2 separate regions of the Oryzias latipes genome follow, and region 1 is linked to region 2. A link is a contact called in public Hi-C data. All regions are on one chromosome and are shown on one strand. Each heading gives the region's core, a stretch centred on a gene start, on an enhancer-like site or on the middle of the called end of the contact. The rest is flanking DNA. Distances are from core to core; before and after follow the strand shown.

Region 1 (5,103 bases), core at 1,741-4,240, 73 kb after region 2:
AGTTCAAGTCATTCAAGTTGTAAACTGACCAATCAGATGCTTCAATAAAAGTAGGTGGAGCCTGCTGGCCCCCCCACGTCCAACGTTCAAAAACGTTTGGCAGATTTTAGCGTAGCCAACCTTCAAGCGGTAGGGGTGTGGCCTTCCAACAAGCTCACTCATGATTGCTGACTGGTTTCCATAGAAACGATGACTCTGATTGGCTTTGGACCAATCACTGCTTAATGACGACGTCTGGCTCCAACATGGAGGCATCCATTTGACAAAATAAAAGTCGACTGAGGTCACTTCATTTGGTTGGAGCTGGAATAAACCATTTTCTGTGGATGACGTCACACTCAGTCCAGGTCTCAGATACAGTCTATGGTTCAAACCCATGTTAGGCACAAGGGAAATCCGTCTGTCGATCATTATTTGACCTGTTTTTAGTTCATTTTATTCATTTCAAACAACAATAGATGAATGTTTTCACTGGCTGATGACTATAGTCAGAACTTTAGAACAATAAACTCGGCGGAAATAGAGACAGAGGCTGTTTTTTAACTTTGACAACAAAAAGACAAAACAACCACAGACACTATATTGTCACTGTCTTTATCACATCATTGTGAAAAATACAGAGTAAACACCCAGATGTTACTGATGATCAAAGGCCTCAGACATCAGCAGCAAAACCACACGACTGTCATCCGTTCAGTCATTTGAAGAAAAGACAGAAAATCATTTATGTTCAAACTGACAAATGTTGAGGATTTATTCCATAGTTTTACTAAAGTTACGGTCATGTAGGATTTATTTATTGTTGGTTTCAGTTTAATCGTTTTGAAATTCAAAGTAAAACAAGGAACCTCCTCTTTAAAAAAAGAATGTTGAAAAATTAAAATTAAAGTAAATTAAAAACTAAATAATTCGATTATTTTGCTGTTGATCTGCGTCCTCTGCTATGATGTACAGAAAATATACCACACATACCAAAAATTGACTGTAAAATGACCCAGAAACGGATGGATAAAATAAATGGAGTGAAAGTCCTCTGGGGGTCTGTGGTATAGAATTGGAACCACATACTACCTGAATACTTTTAACCCCCCATGTAGGCGTAGGCGTCTAACTCCCAACCTACCATTTAATGCAGGAACGGAAAAAACACTTTTTTACAGAAATGGAAGTAAATCCAGGCATGGGGGTTCATGCATCAAAGCATTGATCCTACAGATCTACTGGATCCTCCCAGTGACTTTTATTGCCCTCATTTGGGTTTGATACCGAGCTCCGCCCAACTGTTGTCTGACTCCACCTTGATGACCCGTGTCGCTCGTGACCCGTCTCTGTGCCATCAGGAGGTCAGAACGGCCCCCCAGCACCCCCTTCCTATTGATTTGCTGGGACCCCCCCTTTGATGGGAGGACAAGTGGACCCAAACTCTCAGCTGCAGCATCGCATCCATCAGTTCACCTCATTCCAGGCGTCAGCCCGTCAGGTATTCTACAAGAAGAAAAATAGGGAGGGGGACTCGACTTTAAAACATTTTAAAGGCATTTTCTTTCCCTATCAAATACATTTAACACATATAGTTTAGTCATTAAATCTTTCTCTAATAATTTGTCTATAAAATGTAGTCATTCCTGCCCTGCAGCCTGATTTACTGCATGGAAACGTCTGAACATGGAGTCGGAAATCAAAGCCGTAGTTAAGCTGAATGCAGATTTTTAGGAGAACAAATTTTAAGTTCTTAATTCATCTGGAACATCTTTGTTTCAGGTTGTGAATGAACACAAATACTGAATATACTAACTGTATGATAGTGGTCTTCAAAAAACATCCATCTTCTGAAAAGTGAATATATTTTGGAGTTTTAAACTGTGAGGAACACCGACGAGGTTTGTCTTGTGCTGCCCCCTGGTGGTGACTCTGACAAACACCAGAGACCGCAGATGAGCAACAGAACAGACGCAGAAGCCGCTTTTGTCACTGAAACCGTTAGAATTTATTCAGTTTCTTACTCTGCAGACATTGTGTCACTTTACTTGCTACTCTTTCTATCTGAAGAACTGCTCGTCAACGTACATTTAAGCAAAGCTTGAAATGAAAAAGGAGACAGAAGTTCTTTAGTCGGCGCTTACTCTGGGAATGAAACGCACACGTGAGGACGCACAAACATTAGAAATACCGAACAGGACAGTGGAGACAACACATCATAATCACATCATTCAATCAATGTTCCACTCTGTCTCTGGTCCTAATAAGAAAATGTTCTTGATACCTTAAATAAAGGTCCAGTTAAAAAATCTCTAGATTCACGGCCCAGAAACATCTATTTTTAGATCATAATAGCTTCAATAACTTCAGCCTTTAAATGCAATCAAACAGTTTGTGTTTTTACTCTCTGTATCTCTATGAGAAATGGCAATCATGATCACAGGACGGATAAAACTCAGACATGAACATCAGCTTTATAAATATATGCAGCATAAGCCTGACTATAGGTGCAAGCATCAACGATGAAACGACCACACACTCCTTAAGCAATAATCGATCCTGCAAATCTGCGTGTAACAAAAAAGAAGTAAGAAACATAATTACATTGCATATTTGTTGCTATAGAAACGTCTTATCCATGAAAATCAATTACAAAACAGAAAATGGCTGAGATGCAGACTCTCTCTCTCTGCAGTGGCGTTCCAGCCCCGCCCCCTTTAGGCGCTGTGGTTGGACACGCGGGGCTGGATGGTCACCCGTCTGACCGGAGTCTGGTCCGCGTTGCGGTTGGCCACCAGCTCCTGCAGCTGCAGGGCGCCCCCGCCGATGAAGCAGAACGCCGGGCACACGGGGCCGGAGCAATCCACGTGGCCCTCCCACAGGGGCCGCAGCGAGTGGGCGTCGTGGAAGGTCACGCGGCCCTTTTCGAAGTCGAGGCAGACGCCGAGCCGCGGCGGCAGAGGGTACGTGACGCCTTTGGGCGGGGAGGGGCCGTTGCTGTTGGGATCTCGGTTGGCGTTTCCATGGTTACTGTGGGGGTGGTTGCTGTGCTGAGGCAAGTAAATTTTGCCCATCCCCATGGTGAGGAAGCAGAACGGAGGCGCAGAGTCCAGCGCATCCTCCGCCCCGCTGTCATGGCCGCTGTCGGGGTCATACCTGCAGCAAAAAAACATCTCAATGCACAGATGATCCCAGCCCTGCAGGTCAGAGGTCACAGGTCAGCGACCTTTAACAACTGAAGACCAATTTCTCACCGACTAAAACCCTAAAAGAGTCGCAAAATCTGACTGAAAAAAACACTTAGGATAAATACAAATAAATTGTTTTCAGCATAAATAAATATTGAAATAGATTTTTGTTAATTGAAAATATTGCCATGATTTCCTTTCAAAATAAAAGACACCCTGCCACACAGGATGACCTCAATGAAGCAAATAGAGGCAGTGTGACATCAGCTGTGATTTACAAAAATTAAACTAAATTATGTTATTTACTAAACTGTTAGGCTTTTTGGTCCATCTAGAATCCAACGATCAAAAATTGATTAGAGCTAACTAAGTCAAGTCATTTAAGAATTTCAATGTACGGTTCAAATTCTTACATTTTGCGTAATAATAGACGTTCCACCTTAAGAATGGTTTTGTTTACTGATATGCTTTAATTTTCTGTGATGTACGGCTATTAAAAATCTGTGAAAATGTCCACCTTTGGTCAAATACAAAGACGCACCGCGTGGTGGATTGGTGGAGCATCATGGGTATTGAATAAATATAGAATAAATATACAGAATAAGATTAAATCCTCTCCACCCACCGTGGACTCGCCATGTCCTGTGGAAGGTGAAACCATTCCTGCAGCTTGGACTCCAGACCGACCCCCACCTGATCAACAGGAAAAAATACCAAAGTTTATCTGAAGCCTTTTTTTTTTACTATCAAATGTATTTGAAATAATTTACACAAATTCTGATAACATTTCTTAAGGTTAATTCCATAGATTTTTAACCCTAGTCATCAAAAATGACCTGATTCTGTCCAGCGTTGTCAGAGTAAAGACTCTGGAGTCTGTTAGTTGATGTTTGTTCCCTGATTTATGTCATGGAATTACTTTGGCTATTTTGATTTTTTTTGGAAATGTTTGAAAGGATAAATTACAAATGTAGGTTAGCGGGTCAAATATGGAATCTATTTCTATCACCATCATATTAATTCTGGTACGTCTGTAGATGTTTTTTGAGTTTTAGAATTTTTTCTTCTTCTACTGGTTTCAAACAGATAAAGTTTGGATTTCTCTTTATGTGGTGTTCAACAGTTTTTCTGATTTATTAGCACAGTTTACTTCGTCGGCTAACTTTGGCCCTATTTTTACTAAATATTCATTAAACTCCTTTGTCATATCCTGGATCTTGTTGCATATCTCATCTAAAGAGTCTGGGTAATTTGTTTTCTCTGTGTGTTTCCTAATGACACCGTTCAATACTTTGCAAATGTCTTTATTTGATTTATTTTTTCTATTGTTTCTGTGTAATAGTCTTTTGTGCATGTCCTCATAACACAGGTTTCTAATATTGTTATCATTCCACATCTTGTTTTATGTGGAGGAAGGACATTAAAATGATTGCTGGAGCTTTTTAAAGTTTACAGCCAAATTGTTCAGCAAAGAAATGTCCTAAAATCAGTAGAAAAAGTAGAAAAAAGTGTCATTACTGCCTGTGCCAATAGAGGGCGTCTTCCCTCCAGGTTTATGATCATTGAACAGTTTATGTTTGGGTTAATATTTTAATGTGGACGTCCTCCAGATTTAAATAAAGTTCCTGTGATTTACCTTCACAAGGTAGGATCCGGGTTCAACTGAGCATGCCCAGTAGTGCCTTCCTTGGGTGATGGCGACATCTCCCACCAGGAGGTCAGAGGTCAGATGACAGGAGGTGAGGGCGTGGTCGGCGGCCTGCAGCAGAGAAAGGCCGGGGACGCTGCGGGCGCCGCGCTGCTCCTTGCTGACCACCAGCCGGTCGGCGTGGAGACCCCAGCGAGAATCCAAGTAAAAGTTCAGAACTTAGATGAGAGTGCAGAGATGAGGCGGAAAAGAGAAGGAAAAAAAGATGTCAAGAGGATAAAAAAGACA
Region 2 (5,701 bases), core at 137-2,636:
AAAAGCACTAATGTGATAGAAGCTTCTGGAAATCAGAACAGGAAATCTTCCACAGTAACGATTAACGAGCTTTGTCTGAACGAATGTCCTTCTGTAGACTTTTGTGAATCTGACCATATTACACAGTATTAGTATTAGCAGTATTTCAAGATTTTCAAAAGTACGGTGGCCCAGAAGGATCACAACACAACACTTTAGATTTTGCAACGTAGCATAAGATAACAAATACAAATTGTCACAACACTAACAAAAATTAACTAACAACACAACACAATAACTCACTAAGTGTTGTGAGTTATTGTGTTGTGAGTTTTGTGGTGTGACCCTTCTGGACCACCGTAGGTCCTGCTAAAACAATCTGTTCAGAATGACGGACTAAGAAATGTTAGTTCTTGTTTGTAGTCTCATATTTTCACATCCTGATCAGACGTTGGCGTGTAAAACACTTTCTGATTTCTGGATGGAACAACGTGATCAGGAGAAAATGTGTCCTTTTCACTGTAAACGTTCAGAGTGACTGAAGCCGCAGTAAGTCACAAAAACAGACTACAGATATTTGTTTCCAGTGTGTTTGTTGTTCTTCTTAACTTAGAGAACTTTTATTCAAACTCTTTAGGAAAGTCTGAACCTGAAGAAGAATTTGGTGGTTTTGATTAAAGTTCAACTAAAAATGTGTTTGCCAGTTTTTCAGTTTATTAAAAATACAACTTAACATTTTGTCCGTCAAAATGTTTTTTATCAAAATGATCATATTATTCCCAAACAAAAAATACTTTTTTAATTCTTTTCAACCAATGTTGTCGTCTCAGAGCGATGTGAGAAAACTAAAATGTTCTAGAACTAAAATATTCCTGCTTTTGCGACACAGATAAACGTGAATTTGGATGATGACGTGATCCAAAAAATACTCATGATCAGACTCTTTTGTGTTCTGGTCAAATAAGAGTACCTGAACAGGTAAACCTAAGCTCCGCCTCTTTCCTTTACGGCTGTTTCCTTTCCCGTAACGTGTTTGTGGCGTGTGTCACGTACCGAAGCTTCAGCTCTGAGCTGCTTCACCGTGTCGGGTCACTTCCTGCAGTGGAACCCGTTCATCAGACCGGGTCGGTCTCAGGTTCTGATCCCTGTTCTCTGTGGATGTTCATGGCAGACGCCACATGAAGGAGGGGTCTGCGTGAGCTCGCCGCAGGTCTGTTGGAGTCTGCAGGAGGCGAAAGGCCTTTTCAGAGAGTAACTCTGTAACACAGAAGCGGCAAAAGGGCAGCAGCTGCACAGAGAATGCAGGGCGCCGCCGCCACCGCCACCGCTGCTGCTGAGCTGCAGAGAGGGGCCCGCTTCAGCTCCGGGTCTTTGTTCCTCTTCCATGGGTTCTGCTTCACTCTGATGACAGGCCCATTGTCCGCGGTTCTAGAGGACCCGGAGCATTCAGGCCTGATGATAAAGAGTCCTTTCACTGCACTGAAGCCGAGGAGAAAGGATGGAAGGAGGGGAAGAAGCAGAGGAGGAAGTGTGGAAGGACGAAGGTCAGAGGGGCCGAGAAATCTGTGAACTCAAACAGAACCAAGTCTGACCCGTTCAGACTAGATTTGGGGGGAAAAGAAAAAAAATGAAGTCATGAGTGGTGCCGTGTAGCCGTAGGTCCAACCAGGCCCCGCCCATGCCGCCCGTGCTGCCCCCTGTTACCCCCTTTTTACATACATGTTGCTGCTGCTGCTGCTTATTATGTTAAGCAGGACCCCCAAACTGCTGGATAGGTTTTGACTGTAAAACAGGCGTGTCTGGTGTTCTCTGAAGTGAAATGTTGTCAAAAGAGCATTTTCCATTTACTGACCTTGTTTGTGCTTGACATGATGATTACGCTTAAGAATAAACGTCATTCATGTTCTGGAAATATTTCTCGGGGATCCTAGTTGGATGTTTGAGCAGCGCTCTCATCAGCGCTGGATTTGCACCACACTTGGCTGCTGTTCAGCAAAACTGCATTTGTAATTATGGAGATTTATTTGTTTGTTGTATCCATGCGACTGAACCAAACACGCCTCTTGTCGTCCAGAAAAAACCTGGAAAGGAGGAGAAAGACGGGACAGAAAAAGCAGCCAGTCTCACTGCTGACAGCCCCACGGCTTCTGGCTGCACCGGCAGGACTCGGCCTCCAGGTGGCCTCTGAGCTTTCTCCTCCACAGATTCCCCTCAGGTTAGAGGGCTGGAGGGTTTTTCAGCCGGGCACACAGCAACAGTCCAAGGGGCAAAGAGCAGGAAAGAACCAAAGACAGCCGGATGCAGAGGCTGCATCCAAAGGACTGTAATCCGGTCGCTCTTAAAAGCTAAAAACCGGAAATCAAAACCCCAAACCGGGAGACGTTAAAGCAGATTAAAGTGTAAACTTTGAGGCTTTAACATTCCCTCCTGGGAGTCTCATTAATCTTGGCTGAACGATAATCTAAAATTAGAGTCTGGATGTGATAACGGACTGTGTGGTCTATTTCTGGATCAGGCCGTGTGACGTGATGCTTCGCAGCAGAGGTGGTCGTGGTGATTTAATCTGTACTGAACCCGTCCAGAAAGCTCTGCGTCAAACCGCAGCAGCAGCAGCAGCAGCAAGGAAGACGTCCTGCATCCCAACTCAGATCCGGATCCTCCGAAAACAGTTCTGACAGAAGAGGAAAAGCTAAAGTTAATCAAGGCCGAGGATGCAGACTGTAAACAGAACCTAAACAAACAAACAAACAAACAGCATCTTTAGGTCTTTTGAACGCCTCCTAAGAGGCAGCAAGTGCAGCAGCGACTCACCTCAGAGGATTTCACCTAAAACGAGTCAGATGAGCGAGTGTGGCCGCTAACAGGAAGGTCAGTCGAGGGTTTACTGTCGGACAGGGCTTAGGCTAAATGAGCATCGGCATAAATCCACAAATGCTTCGAAAACAAGAAACTTTTGCCGCTCAGACGTGGACAGAAATACCGCTTTTGTGAATGGAGGGAAGACTGCACATCCATAGGTTACCATGGTAATTACAGCCGGGCCGGAGACAGGAAGGCAGGCCTGCGTCGGAGCGGAGCCGCAGGGAGGATTTGTTTTTCTGGGAGACATGGAGACGTGTTCAGGACTCCCATCCAGACAGCAAGAAAACAAGAAAACAAGAAAGATGAGCTGATGAGTGCGAGGAAGAGCAGATCAACCGCAGAGAGAGCTTCTGGACATGGACAGATGTACACTTCAGACACAAAAAACAACAAAAAGAATTTTTTTGAGAGTAGTGGAGTCTGCAAAGGAAGAGAAATGTGTCGTATTTGTTTAAGGCAGATTTGGAGAGATTTGGGGAATACAGACGGGGGAGGCACGGAGCAGCACCCGTAGGTAAAGTACAAATTTGGAACCACACGAGCTGACCACACGCTGAAAGACTGTAATTTGGACTTTCCCAGAATAGCCAGCAAAGCAAGGAGGGAGGAGGGGCGGAACAACATCAACTCTTTAGCAGCACGCAACGCTCGCAACAACAACACGTCCACAGAACACACGTCCCAAACATGCATCCCAGCACCTCTGCAGACATGGCTGCGTGTTTGCAGGGAGGGGTCGCCGGGACCCCTCCCTGCAAACACGCAGCCATGTCTGCAAAGGCTGCTGGGTCCCGGCGGGCTCCCCATGCTGCGTTGGGCTAAAGACTCCAGAACCAGATTTCCCTGCATGTTTAATCAAAGCATGATCTTCTGATGCTTCACTCACTTCCTGACTGTGAGAGCAGCCATGAAAATGTGAGCGCCACAGATTTATGGCACAATCCTGCAGTCGGGCCAGCTGGTACTTGGAGAACGCCAGCTGCCGTCGTCTGAGTTTGTGGCTTCATTGTTGTGCAGCTTTTTTAATAATTGTGTGTTTGATGAGTTTGAGTAAAATCCCAAATGTACATTTATTTTTCATTAAAAAAACAAAAAATCAAATAGAAAACGTTCTTGTCAACGATCCAAAATGACTAATGAATGCTTTAATTATTCAGGACTGCCCTAAGCGTCTAAACCCACCCCACCCCAACCTCTGCACAAACACGTGTGGAGGTTGGGGTGGGGGGGTTGAAGGTAACTGAAACAGAAAGCACAAACACAGGAACAATTCCTGTGTGTCTCATTTAGAAAAGGTTTATATTCCAGATGAAGCATTTACTGTTCCCCTCGTTTTATCCAAAACAGTTTAGGAATGGAAAAGAACAGCAGTGTGTTAAAGCCTCAGTCACATGCCCCCATGGGGGGTTTGACCCGTCGGGGTATGTGGGGGGGGGTCGTAGAGGGGAGTAGCTACAAAAGGCGTGTCATAAGGCGAGCGCAGGTGTGTCTTGCAGGACACACCTGCGCTCCAAGGGATGTCATGAAAATGGACTGTACCATTGTTGTGTGCATGGTAAGTGTATTGTGATGGATTCGTAAAGATAATGGAAGTTACACACACTAATGCGCTGTAGTACTCTAGTAAGGTGTGAGTACTGGCTCCTCACTGACTGCATGCAAAAGCTGCACACATGGGGGGTGCACGAGCTACATAAGTACATGTAGGATGTCCACTCTGACTGTCTCATTTCCTCATCTCTAACAGTCAGACTGCAGCTAGGAGCGCACGGATCACGTGAACAGCACTAATGGGCACCTTGTGCAGGATTTGGCGGTTTAAAAAAAAAAGAAAAATCTACCTGTGTCTCACCTACTTCCCCCTTATGTAAGTGCTCATTACGACCTGCCACCTGCAGATGTACGACCTTCTATGTTGTGCGGGTCACCTGTGGGGATCGAATGCATTGAATGCAGGTTCTTAGCACACAGTGTTCACACTGGACTGTGGCTGCTTGACACCAGAGCAGGTACGGTACCTGCAGTTGGAAAAGGAATGGTGCAAAATGTCGTAGCGGTAAAAATCTGGCGAATCTTGTTCCTGACTTTTTTATTTCCCAGCTCAGTTACGATAAATGAAAGACTTGCTGTTGCAGAATTCCAGCCGGACATAAACTGCAATTATTCATTTTTTCCTGCATGATCCATTTTCAAATGGTTTGTACTTTCATGAATTGAATGTATTCATGATACTTTTGAGTTCATGTTTCACTTCGAAGCCCATCGAGACGACTGTTGGGATTTTGGGCTACACAAATAAAATTGAATTGAATGAATTGAAAAGGACGTTTTCTAAACGTCACCACCAAATCCGAGTCCCTGATTCATCAAAGTTCGACCGGTTATACGTTCAACTCACGTTCAATGGCTGATCGATTTGTACATAGAGCCTGAAAACATGCTAAAAACTAGCGAAGGAACATGAGACTTTTAAACATAGAATTGTGCACATACGCACGTGTAACCCTTGTTCTATCCTAGGCACTTTAACGTTGGGAGTGGGGTCATCTAGACCCACCAGACAGTGCTCTGAACCTTTTTTCTTCAATGATTTGTGATCTTCACTGGTGTCCATGGATTACATGAAATCTTTCCACCTTTATCCACCTTTGTCATGGTAGGGAGAACACCTCAATGGAAGGGGGGGGGGGTCATCTAAGATAGCACAAGGGTTAAATAGACTTTTCATTGTAAGAGGTCGCTTGAACGGGCGTCGCCAAGGCGAGTGTGAGCGCAGCTTTAGACATGGAGAGAATCCCATCTTGAAAAAGGCGTGTGAAATATTATTTTAGAAGGTTTTACCGTAATAGTACATTATTTG

Evidence for each region. Hi-C and Micro-C count contacts between places; a contact is called where the count stands out from the background.
Region 1: a contact with region 2 is called in a Hi-C map of fibroblasts, with 3 times the contacts expected there. The contact joins two enhancer-like sites. A contact is called at or near these places in 2 of 5 Hi-C or Micro-C datasets (embryo and fibroblasts).

The regions. Positions count from the first base shown.
Region 1 is chr11:1,122,896-1,127,998 of ASM223467v1, forward strand. The region is part of intron 3 of LOC105354996 (CD209 antigen-like protein A); the gene reads left to right. LOC101160671 (tripartite motif-containing protein 46) reads right to left here. Exons shown (of 12, transcript XM_020706885.1): 10 at 4,804-5,033; 11 at 3,793-3,860; 12 at 1,964-3,135. The coding sequence ends at 2,697. Among protein-coding and RNA genes, the nearest start is that of LOC101160671, 13 kb to the right of the region's middle. Within about 2 kb of position 2,991, at least 3 of the 8 cell types and tissues checked have an H3K27ac peak or open chromatin away from gene starts, as enhancers often do.
Region 2 is chr11:1,051,030-1,056,730 of ASM223467v1, forward strand. All of the region lies in intron 3 of LOC105354996 (CD209 antigen-like protein A), which reads left to right. Among protein-coding and RNA genes, the nearest start is that of LOC110015837, 17 kb to the left of the region's middle. Within about 2 kb of position 1,387, at least 2 of the 8 cell types and tissues checked have an H3K27ac peak or open chromatin away from gene starts, as enhancers often do.